Linked DNA regions of Hordeum vulgare: region 2 is linked to region 1. A link is a contact called in public Hi-C data. All regions are on one chromosome and are shown on one strand. The core of a region is the stretch at or near the end of the contact, and the rest is flanking DNA. Distances in the headings are between cores, read along the strand shown.

Region 1 (6,930 bases), core at 1,142-3,641:
TATCCATGTATAGAAACTCTAATCTGCAAAGGGTTCCTGAGAAAAGAAATATTTGCATCCCAAAGCTGGAGCATGTGCACTCAAGCATTTCTCCCGCCGTTATTCTTGTCCCATCGACTTTTCAAGTCTCATCAGAATAATTACTAATGCCGCACTTAATTTCCGTCTTCAGCAAGAAGAATACTACTTTGGTATGTACATTTTCCGTCTTCGGCAACCATTGTTACTTCAGTAACATTTTAATTTTTTGAGAATTATTGTTACTACAGTAGAACCAGCGAAAGTCCAGTTGTACTGTAGAGTCGGTACTCGCTCGTTTTCCGTTGATTAACTAGGCAAATCTTTTTTATTTAATTAATCGATAAGATAAAGCTTTTGTTTAAGAAACTTCTACGGAGGAGTACATGTCAATGACATGGAATATTTGCATCATGCTATTTAACCACTCGTGCGCGCTTTGCCGGCGTAGAAATTGGAAAAGGGTACGCCTTGCGTCGCGATAAAGCCCCACCACCCCACACCATCTTTTCTTTCTTTTTTTCGCTAAAGCATCTGTTTCTAGACGGATTAAAATGAGTGTAGTGGGGCTTCAAGTCAGAGCTAGCGCGCGCCCCATTGGCGGGGCGAAGCAACGTGGAAGCTGACCAGGTTCATGCATCCTTGCGCGTTTACGTCAGCGCCGGGAGAAGCACTGACGTCGGAGAGAGAAACCACGTGGTGACCGATCCATGGGGTATCTATCTCCTCCCTACCTAACGATGTGCAGCACTGTACCAACGTCCGCGCTGCCCATAGTAGTACCTTTCTGGCAACAGTAGTAGGAGTAACATTTTTCAGAGTCTCTGCAACTACATGCGCGGCTCTGATGACTGATGAGCCTACTTCTTTTCTGAAGCGGTTCTCTGATAAGTCCAGCGGCAGAGCAGCTTATAAGCTAACTAAACGGAAATGGTATTGGGTTTAACGGCGCATGGTGACGGTGTGAAAACATCTGGCGGTTGAGAACTTCGTAGTTCCTACGTACGTACCTTCTTTGAAATGTCCAACCTCTGCTGTGTAGTAAATTTATATAGCAAGAAATGGAGCTACTTGCCGGTCTGCAACAGACATGGCAGGGGAAGCACCCGTGGAGAAACAGGCAGGCCCACCACAGACTGCGTGCAGGGAAAGATAATCAAAGGCAACAGCTATTTCATTATTATGTGTGGATGCATGCATGCATGCACGTTTTCTACTCTACTCTACGTACTGTGCTGCTCCTACTAGGTACGGAAATGACACCGAGAGCCTTTTATATGAGTGGGTGGAGCAACTGCCAAAACTACACAATTGGGTTACGTACTTGAGACAGGGCCATTTTTCAAATCAAAAGATATACGTAGGATCGATAAGATAGACGGTTCGCATATTGTGGAAGGTGCACTGGTATCCGCCGCAAAGGTGCAGCGGTTTTGCAAAAATGTTGGCAAAGCCATTACGTGATTGGAGTCAAAATGTGTAATACTAGCACTATACTACTCCAAATTGCACCACATGTTGACTTCATTTGGAATTAGGAAGGGATGGAGCGGCCGTGAGCCTTTCGCTCCAAATAGCACGACATGTTGGAATTCGATGGTTTATGCCGTAACACTTGCGCCGCAAAATGCGATGCAACCATACAAACTCACCAACGATGTCATAATCAACCGTGTCTTTGCTAAACATGACTAGCACTGCATTTAGCTTAGTCTTAGAAGCGGAAAACCACTTCTGTTAGGATTCCTTCCGTCCACTCCAAGTAGCAGTAGCACAGTTTGTCTACAGAAGCGATTAATTAGGTTTGCCCTCGAAATGAGAAGATACGCCATGTGAGCGTGACACAACATCAGTTCCCGCGGGATTCCTTCCGTCCGGTCCACTTGTGGGGCGCCCCACCCCCACCCACCACATACATGCATGCATGTACGCGGTTGCAGGAGAGAGTGATGAGCATCACCATAGATGCTCGCAGCTCCCTACGTAGCCTATTTCCCACGTGGCAATAAACACACGTTACCTGCAACTTGGGAGCCAAGTGGCAAGTGGTGGCAGCAACTTGGTCATAAACCATTCGTCCCTTCCCTCGTCAACTGCAACCATGGCACAGAACAAACGAGCAAAAAAAAAATTCGTTTCGAAGAAAACAAGCCATTTTTTTTATAGATCCCATCCCAGGAAAAACCGGCCCCAGGTTTCCTACTAAACAATCGGTTGGGAGCCGATCAATAATCAAGTGGCAAGGCGACAAGGATGGAAGGGTACCGCGTGGCTGGCCGCGTGCTATATTTCCTTCTCCCGGCGGGACTGGGAGTGGCAGTGACGGCCGCCGTGCACGGACGTACGCGGCGGGCACCGCGTGCGGCCAAGCAGTGGACGCAACATCTGTGTCTGCCCCGGTAGAGTATACGCGCACGCACAGGCGCAGCCAGCAACAAGAAAAGGGTCGCCTTTCCATAAGAAAAGAAAGGAAAAGGCGTCGCCTTTACTCGCTGGATGGAGTAATTATCCTCCCAGTCGATGTATGGCACGACGCGGTCTTGTTCCTGACCGGCCCCTGTTGCCGCGTAGATGGGGGACATGAACCCATGTGGAGCACATACACGCCGTGTGTCACCCGCTCTTTTCCTTGGAGTTTTCCGTCCATCCTGGCGTCGCAACAAGCTCTGGTGCATGAATGAATGACCGGTAAATTTCCCAGTAGGATAAGAGGGTGAGGGGCTCGGTCATGGCCTGGACGACGGCTCTGCCTGCGAGTTACGGCCACAGCAAACCACGCAAGGCGCGTACGTACTGCCTGCCTGTCTGCCTTCCTTTTCACCGAGCTTTTTGCCTTCCCGGCCTCCACGTTCTCGCTGAACTTTCATCTCCTAAATTAGCGAGTTGGTTGTTTTCGAGCGTTTGATTGGGTAAATACACGAGTGGTGGAGCAGCGGCTGAAGCGGCATGCGTGTAGTACTGAATAGTTGTGCAGGTCAAAAGGTTGAACAGTGGTGCTGAACCTAGCTAAGCTAGGCGCATCATGTCTTTTCTCAGAAATTCAGATAGATTCGGAGGACAGCCAGCTGCGTGCCTTCTCTCTGAAATTCAGATGGAGTGGGGAGACAGCGACCTGCGTGTCTTCTCCCTGAAATTCAGATAGATTGGGATGACAGCCAGCTGCGTGTCTTCTCCCTGAAGTTCAGATAGATTGGGATGACAGCTAGCTGCATGTCGCTCTGAAGTTCAGATAGATTGGGATGACAACAAGCTGCCTTATGGCAGTTAGAGTAACGGAAATCATCCGATGATCGCAGGGATCCTGCAAGTAACAACATGAACCGTAATCTACATATATTGAGGAGATGTATATCCTAACATGACAGAATAGAGTTCCATTTTGACCACTTATGCACTTGGATCCTAATACTACATACATCATGGCCGTCAAATACCGGTTGCATATAACCTCAAATTAATGTTGCGGTCGGACCTGGAAGCTATGTGTTGTAAGTTTATAAAATATAAGTCCCACTAGTAGCTCAACTGGGATGATATTGGTCAAACGACTAGAACGATTCACTGAATGATACTCTTTTGACCAATAGTTAGCAGTCATGTTGTTTTCCTGTACCAGTTACATTAAGAAAATATAGTCGAAATCTGCTTTGGCCATTACTAGATGTTCTTTGGGAAAAAGGCTGTTGTGGCAGGTGGAGGATGTGGTGCCAACAAGTACGCATCATGTAGAAGTAGTTAACTGGCAACAAGTTTGTCCACCAGATTTTTGTTGTTTAGGGGTGGTAGACTTACATGTAATAATGAATTTATCCTTGCTGAGTAAACGGGGCTGGGGTGTTATTAAGTACTGTAGAATATAAAATTTAACGAGCGACTCTTTGTGCAAGAAGAAAGCGGCTGTATCCCAAGGGTGCTGATGAAAGGAAAATATATTTGGGGACTACTTTTCACTCAGATTTTGGCGTTTTGCCGCTCCGACCTCCACGTTCTTGTTGAATTTTTGAGGATTTGAGTAGGTAAAGGAGTATATATGAGTGGTGGAAGTAGCAACTGAAGCGAAACGTATGTAGTACTGTATTTGTGAGCAAGTCAAAAGGTGCGAGAGTAGTGCTGAACCTTGCTAGCTGCCTGTCTTTTCTCTGAAATTCAGATAGATTCGGACGACAGCGAGCTGCATGTTTTGTCTCTGAAATTCACATGGAGTGAGGAGACAGAGAGCTGCATGTCTTCTCTCGGAAATTCAGATAGATTGGGATGACAGCAAGCTGCCTTGCGCCAGAAAGAGGAAGGAAAATCACCCCATGATCGCAAGGAACGTGCTAGCGAACAAGTAACAACATGAACGTAGTCTACATATATTGATGAGGAGATATACATCTAACATGGCAGAACAGAGTTCCATATTTCTTGTCTTGTACATATTGAAGGCCGCGCTTCTTCGTCAGCACATGTATATATGCCTTTTTTGCAACACACACACGCACACGCACACGCACACGCGCGCGCGCGCACACACGCACATACTCAAGGTTCTGCCGTATGAGAAATATGGGATGCAAATTCAGTAAGTTAACTGCCTTCACGCCCTTGCAACTTGCAGGGAGTTATTTAAGTGCAGTAGTGCACTATACATGACAGTGCACCTGGATCTTAAATTCCTAATACATTTATGGCCGTCAAATCCCGATTGCATATAACCTCAACTTAGGCCTTGTTTTTTTTAAAAGTCCTAAGACTTTTTTTAGTCCCAACTAAAAAGTTTCTAGTCCCTACCCGTTTCTTTCCAAAGACTAAACATGGACTAAAGATCATTAAATGACATGCAAAAAGACCATGTTACCCCTAATAATATACTAGAAGTTATTAAATGACATGTTAAAAGTAGGGGCACTGTTGAAAAAAGTACCAAAAAAGTCCCCAAAAGTCCCTACCATAGGAACTTCTTCATTTAATCCCAAATACCCCATTTTAATCCCTAAAAGACCCTCATATTTCTTTCCCATGAGACTAAAATGGACTTTTTTTAGTCCCTACACCAAAAAGTTCCTGGAAAGAAACACCCCCTTATTGGTACGGCCGCACCTGGGCGCTATGTGTTTGTACAACTGGTGTTTATTTATAAACTTGCTCAATTGGCATGATATTGGTCAAACGAGTATGACAAAACACTGAATGATACTCGTTCGACCAATAGTCAGCAGTCACGTCAGAACATGGATGTAAATGACGTCGTTTTCGTGTACCAGTTACATCAAGAAAACAAAGTTGAAATCTGCGTGGCAACCAATAGATGTTCTACCCCAAGGCATTGTGCTTTGAAAGCATTGTGCTTTCTCTTATATGAAATCGGAGAGGGAGCTGTCTTTTTAGAAATAAAAAATAAGATCAATATATGTTCTTTGGGAGAAGGCTGTTGTGGCAAGAGGATGATGGTGCCAACAACTATCATGTATAGTTAATTGGCGACAAGTTTGGCAACCAGATTTTTATGGTTTAGGGGTGGTAGACTATCCTTGCTGAGTAAAGGGGGTTGGGAACAGAGAACCGCGATATAGAGCACGGGCGCGCGCTCTCCTGGTAAGTGGACCAATAAATGCGTACAATATAAATATACGACCGCCTTCAGGTCAAACGAAAAGTACCGTCGGTACATAATATACATGACGTGGAGTGCCAGACTTCGTGCAATTTGTTCCGTTTTGTATCGACGTCAGTTGTGTAGTAACGGAGAAACTTAAATGCGTACACGGTCCCACCTATGATATATTTGCCCCCCACCACCCCCATCGCCCCTTCCCCCCACCCCCCAGGTTAAGACCTACATGAAAAAAAAATCATTTCGATCGATCTGCGGCGCGCTCGAACCGAACGATAGCTCATGGCAACAGAGGAGGACGGCGGCAATGGGCTGGAGTTCCTAACAGATCCGGTTGATAGGTATGCTTGTTTCTCCTAGTTCCTAGTGTGTGCTAGTCTGAATCATTTGCGGTAACAGTTTCCATGGGCTCCTGGATGTTGACATAGGTTCCCCTTGCCGGATCTTGCATCCAGCGACTTTACGCCCCCAAGCAACCGAGATTCAATCATCCCGGGGTCAGCTTATGATTCTAGCATGGGAGATGTGGGTGACGCGCCTCTTAGCATCCAGTTGGTCGCGAATGCTGGTGGAGATGCACCGACCTTATCGACCACTGATTCGCAACTGTCCACTGGGAAGGATGACCCTCAGACCGCTGGCTGGGCAAAAAGGTAATAACCGCTTCTTTTGTTCGCGAAGAACTTTGACTATTTTTGTTGTAAGGGAAGAAAAACATCTGGCCAATGTTTCGTATTGAGAGATTGCTCGGGATCTGATGAACTGAAGCTATGTCATTTTAAACTGCAAACTCCGCTAGTTCTGTTGCCTAAGTTGCTGAGTGTATGGACGCGAAATAGCTCGCAGAACCTATAAGTGCACACTTATTAGTTGCTGAGATACTCTTCGGGTATGTGTGAAACAGTCTGGACACCTGAAAAAACATAAGATGCACTTATGCGGTGTTCTGTTATTTGTTTTTTGCTTGAAATTGTAGTGCATTTGGCCATATCTGAAAGAAAAAAAAATAACATTGTACTGGTATAAAATCATCGAGTTTCTTGTCTGTTTTTAAGATGTATCACGCTGGGACATGTCTAACGAAAAAACATAATATGAAACCTAAATATGTACACCAATGTACTCACTTGTCGATGGTGGAAAAATTTCTATCTAAATTTTGTTTTCTACGACTGTGTGCTGGAGCATGTGTGAATAAATTTAGTGACCAGAATTTAATTTTTGTGAGAGCTACCGTTATGATTTGGTTGAGTTAGCTTGTGCACAAACAGTTGAATTCATATTTTTTTGAAGAGCATACAAATTATATGGGCTCG
Region 2 (6,870 bases), core at 4,157-6,656, 88 kb before region 1:
TGAACTGAAGCGGCATCGCTCTAACACACATTTCAACAAACACCTCTAGTGCATCCAAAAAAATGGAGAGCTAGCACACACCCACACTCTTCCATCAAAGAAAAATGCACGGAAGAGGGGAGAGGGGGGCTGTGGCCAATATATATAGGCAGAGGACTTTAGTCCCGGTTTGAGACACAAACCGGGACTAAAGGTGGCGCACATGCGGGCTTCACACCGCGTAGCCCTTTAGTCCCGGTTTGAGACACAAACCGGGACTAAAGGCTCCTTACGGGCCGGGACCAAAGCCTCGTGGGCGGCATTGCGATTTGGGGCGACGTGGCCGGGCCTTTAGTCCCGGCCCAGAGGGAGGCCGGGACTAAAGGGTCCAGGCTAAAGGCCCGTTTTCCACTAGTGATAGAGTCCACCAACAAGGAGATGCATGAGGCGGCGGATGAGGTGTTCGGCAAGAGCAACGACGACGGGCACATCGCCAGCTCCTCCATGGACATGCCCCACCGGCATGACAACAAAGTTGACATGTCTGCAAGGGCCACCCGCAATGAGGAATGGTAGAGCATGGGAGGTCGCAAGCCTTCAGGTCCCAATAAGGCTACCACCCACCACTCGTCATTTCCCTTTGAAGCCAAGCTTCGTGGGCTTATAATCTTCGATTGATTAGCCGCTTGGCTGCAACATGGAGGTAAGTAGCTTCACTTCCCGAGGCTCATGGCTGCGGAGGGCTGCAGAGGAGTCGGGGCTTCATCCGCGGCTCATGGCCGACCGGGGATGGGGAATGGGTGCCACACGCCATTTTGGTCAAGGTTTAGAGTCCGGTCTAGCTAAAATATGTCTGAAATGTAAATATTTTTGTCTAATTTGGATGAAAATCATGTGAGTTGCATGTAATTTGTGTGGTTATTTCAAACTTTATTTGAATTGTATGCGAGTAGCGTTGGATGGCCAGCTCCTGCATCCGTGTTCGTGGACTGCACCCCCCCCCCCCCCCGCCCTCCTGTCCGTGGACGGATGTGAGAGAAAATTTGCGGGTCATCGTTGGAGATGCCCTAAGAAGGTGCTAGATGATATTTTCATTCAAATACATTGATGTGAGCTTGGCATTACTAGTCAATGCCTCACTTTGTTTATGTTTTGTTTGGAAATTCACAACTAAACATACACAGCTATAGTGCTCGAGTTCTACACGTTTACTTCAGCCCTAAAAGTGATTTATGAAAAAATTCATACAAACTCGAGAGATGTAGGATGGACATGGTAAGAATTGATGTTTACGAATGCAATATGTGTGTTTATTGTGTTTTGTTCTATTGTGCAATTGATCAATTATGAGTTCAATTTAAAAGTAAATAAACCAACAAAACAACCTTTGTTTATAGGCATGTTATAAAACTCGTCAATGGCAAACCAACCTATGGATGGATGGTTAGAGGTACAGTGGTATTTCTAACCCACCAGGGTTTAAGTCCTTGTGCTTGCATTATTTCTGGATTTTTTCAGGATTTCCGGCGATACATTTTCAGGGAGGAGACGTTCCCATAAAAGACGAGGCGTCTATGATGACTTCGTAAATCTCAAGATAATACGCCGGCTCAGTCTTTCAGAGGTGCTCATAGGGGTAGGGTGTGTGTGTGCCTTCATAGGGACGAGTGTATGCGTGTGTATATGAGCGATTGCGTCTGTACTGCGTTAAAAAAAACTCATTAATGGAAGGTGCGCATAGGGATAGGGTAGGTGTATGTGCATTCATAAGGTGAGTGTATAAGCATATATATAAATGCTTGAGTTTGTATTGTTTTAAAAAAACTCGTCAATGGTAAACTCAGCGCTGGGTGTGCCTACAATACGCTTGTGTGAGGCATTGATGATCAACACATATGCGCATGTTTGTGGTGTTGTGTTTCCACTGTTGAGTACTCGCCTTTTTAGATTCTCATAGACAGGGGCGGAGGCAGGCTGGCAGAAAGACCTGGGCGGTCTTCAAGAAGTGCATGTACTTGGCCTTGTATCCTTACTAATTGCTATAACTAACAAAGAAGCTGGGTCTCAGGACCCAGGCCCAGGCCCCGAGGGCCTCGGGCCTGTCTCCGCCCCTGCTCATGGACGTTAAACCCTTTAGTTGATGGGTTTATGTTTTTAGAGGCTCGGGGGCCAACTTGAAATAGTGTGTGCTAAATTATTTTGTTTACAAAGGGTGCACTGCATCACAATCTTTAAAGATGGACAAGTGAAGATGAACTTTTTTTGCATGGAAGTGAAGATGAACTTTGTATAGAAATACGTGCACTCACACCAATTTTTGTACGGTTGCTTTCTATAGCATGGTGTCCATTACCAATTTCGTCCAATTTATTTGGGAGAGCAAATATTTAAAATTTATGAAGCTCCCGCCACAAGCAACTCTAGGGTCCCGCCCTCCCCCTTCCCGCCGCTGCCCCCTCCCCCTTCCCCCGCCGCCCCTCCCCCGTCACACGCCGTCGTCGCCGGCCGCCGGCCACCGATCAGGCTGCCTCGCCCCCATCCCCCTCCTCCCCCTCCCGGATCCGCCCTCGCGCCGCCTCCCCGGGAGATGGCCGGGGCGGCGCTCGAGCTCCTCTCCCGCATGCGTCCTCCTCCCCTGTCTCCTCCCCCCCCCCCCCCCCCGCCGTCGGCAAGCGCTCCCGACGCTGGCCCGGGTGGTGCTGGCGACGACGGGCCCTCCTTTCCCCGTGCGCGCGTTCCCCCTTCCCAAGGCAGGGGACGGCGGCGGTGCAGCTCGGCCTCGCTGTGGTCCGGCGATCCGACGGTGGTGGCGGCGCTGCTCCTTGGCGGCAGTGCGGCGTGGTTGTGCGAGGTGGCCGGCGAACCACGGGCCTGGTATGCTCCTGCTATTGCGTCCGATCGGCTACCATCATTGATGGTGGAGGTTGAGCCCTCCCACGGGCCGACGGTGCTCCTGCTCCTAGTCCCAGCTCCTTTTCATCGTTGTGCAGGTCTCTTCTTACGGTGTCGTGGTCAGACGGCGCGGGGGCCTCAAGACCGTGTTGGTGCAAGGTGAAGGTCGGTTTAGTGGCAGGTTCCGGAGCACCCCAGGTGCTGGTTGGTATCGGGGGAAACCCCTGTCGGCCCAGCCGACACTGAAGCGATGACGCCTTTGGGTTTCACAGAACCTTCCTGGAGGGCGTCGGGGCTACCTTTCCTCGCGCCTCGGCGCGTACCGGGAGAAACCCTTGGCAGGAGCATCATCATCGTCGCATTCCTTCTTGGTGGTGTTCATGGATACCGGCGCTTTGGAGTCCTAGATCTTTGTGGGAGATTCTTGGTGAAGGCAGCGATCGCGAGCCTTTTACGGTTTTTTTTATCCGTCGATGTCGGCATTTGTTTCTTTTGTTTTTTCTTTTTTATTTCTTTTAGGCGTGACTGGGCTGTTTTGACCTGAGCACCTATCATTGGATGTTCTGGCTGGTTGTTTTCTAATACATAGCGGGAGAAACTTTTTTGTCAAATATTTATCATTTGTTTTCAGTTGAAAGTGTTTCCTCTGCCGAAATTTGGATATGATCGCAAAAAAGTCAGGTGAAGAACTATTCATTGCTTACAATTTGTTTTTGCCAATACACTTGCGAACTACTAGCTGAATTTACAAGAAAAAAACTCTCGAATAAAGAAAATGAAAAGAATATGAAGAAAAGGAACTAATCTCATCTCCTAAAGCTTACACAAACACACATGCACTGACCCAAGATGAACTTGTTTCTTGTTATTCTTCCTCTGGCGCTCACCAAAAACCAGAGCTTCGCGGGTGATATCTCTAATATCAAAGGTCTTTTTTTTTCCTGCTTTTCTTTTGGTTATCCTTTTTACCATCATCTCATGCAAAGAAGCCAGAAACGTCAAACTCAAACCCGTCCAGCGAGAAGGGGGTCTCCTCCATGGCGGGCGCCCCCGCGGCCACGAGCGCGGACACCACCTCGTCCAACTCAGACCGCGCCCTCCACTCCGCCTGGAACGGGGTCATGGAGAAGCGGTTCGAGTCCGAGGTCACCGGCGAGGGTTCGAGGGACGTTGACAGCGACGCGCCTTGCCCAAAGCAGTTCTCCGGCGTTGACGGCATGGAGAACGGGTAGTGCTCTTGCGGCGCCAGCACGCGCGCCGCCTGCGAGGAGAAGCAGAAGGACGTGGTGGTGCTGCAGCCCTGGTGACCCGCCGTCGCCGTAAGCCCCTCGGTGTTCACCGTCAGGCTCGTGCTCAGGTTCTGCAGGAGCCTACTCGCGCCCGGGTTCTCCTCCGCGTGTCCCGCCGCTAACGCCGCCACCGTCTTATGAATGCACGTGTGCTCGCCGTGGTAGATCACGTCGAAGAGAGTCGGGTCCTCGTCGGCGCGCTGCACCTGCTTCGTCGCCGCGCATCCCTGGGATTTGCGGTGCGTGCAACGGTAGTACCCCCTGCAATGTTGCATAGTTCAGGTCAGGGACGGCAAACAGTTGAATCGGATGCAGCAGGCGTACTATCTGACTAGTGGATGCCAATCAATTGGCAACAGTGGAAACGCTGCAACATTCACCAACTGAAAAGAACACCTCGGAGAACAACCAGTGCCCGAATCCAAAAGCAGAAATCTCGATGATCTCACAGAAAGCGAAAGCAAATGGTTCTGGTGCCACTTGCTACTCGTGTAAACATGTGCGGATTAGGCTCTGAAAGAAAAATTATTTGCTCAGACGTAGTCAAGTAGGAGTACCAACCTTGGGTGCTTGGCTCCAAGAATGTCCTTCTGGCCGTACTTCCTCCAGCTGTGGCCGTCATCGACTGGGGTCTCTGCTCCTCCTACCTCCGAGCTCACCCTAACCTGATGCTTCCGTTTCTCCATTATCTTCCTGCAAGGCCAAGGACAAAGCAAGCATTTGTAAAAAAATCTATACCAAAAAAGATCCAAAATACGACTGATGCGTCAATTAATCGTGACAAACTCGAATAGTTTGATGAAGTATGCACCTCTTCTTGTTGTTGGTATGGAAAGGCATCCCCGAAACGTCGCTCAGGGGGCTGGGAGTCGCGGAGAAGGGCGGCGAGTCGAGGCCGGCGGCGGAGCGCTTCGGGCAGTCGAAGTGCCCGGACATGATCATGCCGATGGACCTCTCGGTTACATCGAAGATCTGGGCGGCCAGACGCTTGCAGTGCTCGGGACAGCCTCCCAGGTTGACGCCGAGCTGCCTCACCAGCTCCTTGATGTGGCCCAGCTCGGTCACCACAAGGCGGCTTCCTCCATTTTCATCCACGCTCTCCATCGCTCTGCGCTGCTAATATTTTGCCGCTGCAGAACTCCTTGTCCCAAAAACGAATTGCGCAGCGAGTGTGTGTGTTGGTGTAGAAGAGGAAAATCGAGATGTGATCGGAGAGTTGAGGTGAGATGGTGAGTGAAGCGAATGGAGGCGGTCTTATATAGTGGCCAACAAACCGCGTATGGGTTAAGGTGAACAAACACAACAGTATTTTTGACCGGTGGGCTTAGTAGAGACTGAAATTTGATTGGCCAATCCCATGCCGGATCGGGTTGCAAACTTTCAGCCGGTGGGTCCCATAGGGTTCAAGTACGCATTCCTCTTCAATCCTGTATTTTTTTTCATATACCTGTGTTTCGAGAATCTTGCGAATCAAAGAAGACCTTAAATGGAAGCATTTTGGTGGCTAGGAAAAAATAATTTGGGCACCTCCATCATTGTAAAATCTGGCTTAAGTTGTGAAACTAGAATATTTAATCACCAATACATGTAGTAAGGACGGGGGCGACCTAGGGTTTCCGCGCTCCCCCTTCTGCCGCCGCCGGCCCTCCCTCCGCCGTCGGCCGTCACTCAAGCCCCTCCTACCCCTCCCCCGCCCCGTCCCTCCCCGTTATCAAAGATCCGTCCTCGCGCCGCCTCCCCGGGAGGTCGCCGGGGCGGCACGCGAGCTCCTCCCCCGCGGGCGTTTTCCTCCATCGTCTCCTCCCCGCCACCGGCGCCCCCGACGCTAGCCCGGATGGTGCCGACGACGGCGGGCCTTTCTTTCCCTGCGCACGCGTTCCCCCTTCCCGGGGCAGGGGCGTCGGCGGTGCAGCTCAGTCGGCTGCGGTCCGTCGACCCGGTGATGGTGACCGGCGATAGGTGAGGTGGCGGCGCTGCTCCTTGACGACAGGGCGGCATGGTGGTGCGGGGTGGTCGGCGGCGCACCCCCGGCCCAGATCTGGGCCATGCGGGGCCCATCTGGGTCCTAGCGGGCCGGCTCCCGGTGTGGCTGCGGTGTCTTCTACATGGTGGTGAGTCGGAGCAGCTTGGACTGGGGGTGGCGTTGTCGACGGCATGCATGTTGCCCACGGGCCTCGTTTTCTCCTACTATTGTGTCCGGTCGGCTACCATCATTGACGGTGGAGGCTGAGCCCTCCCGCGTGCCGACGGTGCTGTTGCTCCTTGTCCCGGGTCCTCTTCATCGATGTGCACGCTTCTCCTTACGGTGCCGTGGTGAGACGGCGCAGGGGCCTCCAGATTGTGTTCGTGCAGGTTGTCGGTTGGTTTGGTGGCAGGCTCCGGAGCGCCCGAGGTGCATGATGGGATCGGGGGAAACCCCTGCCGGCCCGGCCGACACTGACGCGGTGACGCCCTTGGGTGTCGCCAAACCTTTGTGGAGGGCGTCGGGGCTACCCTTCCTCGCGCCTCGTCGCATACGGGGGAAACCCTTGACAACAGCATCGTCATCGTCGCATTCCTTCTTGGAGGTGTTGATGGGTACCGGCGCTTCGGAGTCCTCGAACTTGGTGGAAGACTCTTGGTGGGTGCAGCGATCGAGAGTCTTTTGTGTTTTTTGTCAATCCGCTGGTGTGGGCATTTGTTTCTTTTGTATTTTCTTTTCCATTTCTTT

Evidence for each region. A called contact is a pair of places that touch in the nucleus more often than the background predicts.
Region 2: a contact with region 1 is called in a Hi-C map of leaf, with 5 times the contacts expected there. The contact joins the promoter of LOC123395551 here to the enhancer-like site in region 1. A contact is called at or near these places in 3 of 6 Hi-C or Micro-C datasets (leaf and seedling).

Annotation. Positions count from the first base shown.
Region 1 is chr5H:393,952,117-393,959,046 of MorexV3_pseudomolecules_assembly, reverse strand. No RefSeq gene overlaps it. Among protein-coding and RNA genes, the nearest start is that of LOC123395551, 89 kb to the left of the region's middle. Within about 2 kb of position 2,391, at least 3 of the 3 cell types and tissues checked have open chromatin away from gene starts, as enhancers often do. A contact at or near this core is called in leaf and seedling, where this site is marked.
Region 2 is chr5H:394,042,694-394,049,563 of MorexV3_pseudomolecules_assembly, reverse strand. LOC123395551 (transcription factor WRKY19-like) reads right to left here and starts at 5,406. Exons shown (of 3, transcript XM_045090563.1): 1 at 4,972-5,406; 2 at 4,722-4,853; 3 at 3,549-4,421. The coding sequence starts at 5,264. The coding sequence ends at 3,848.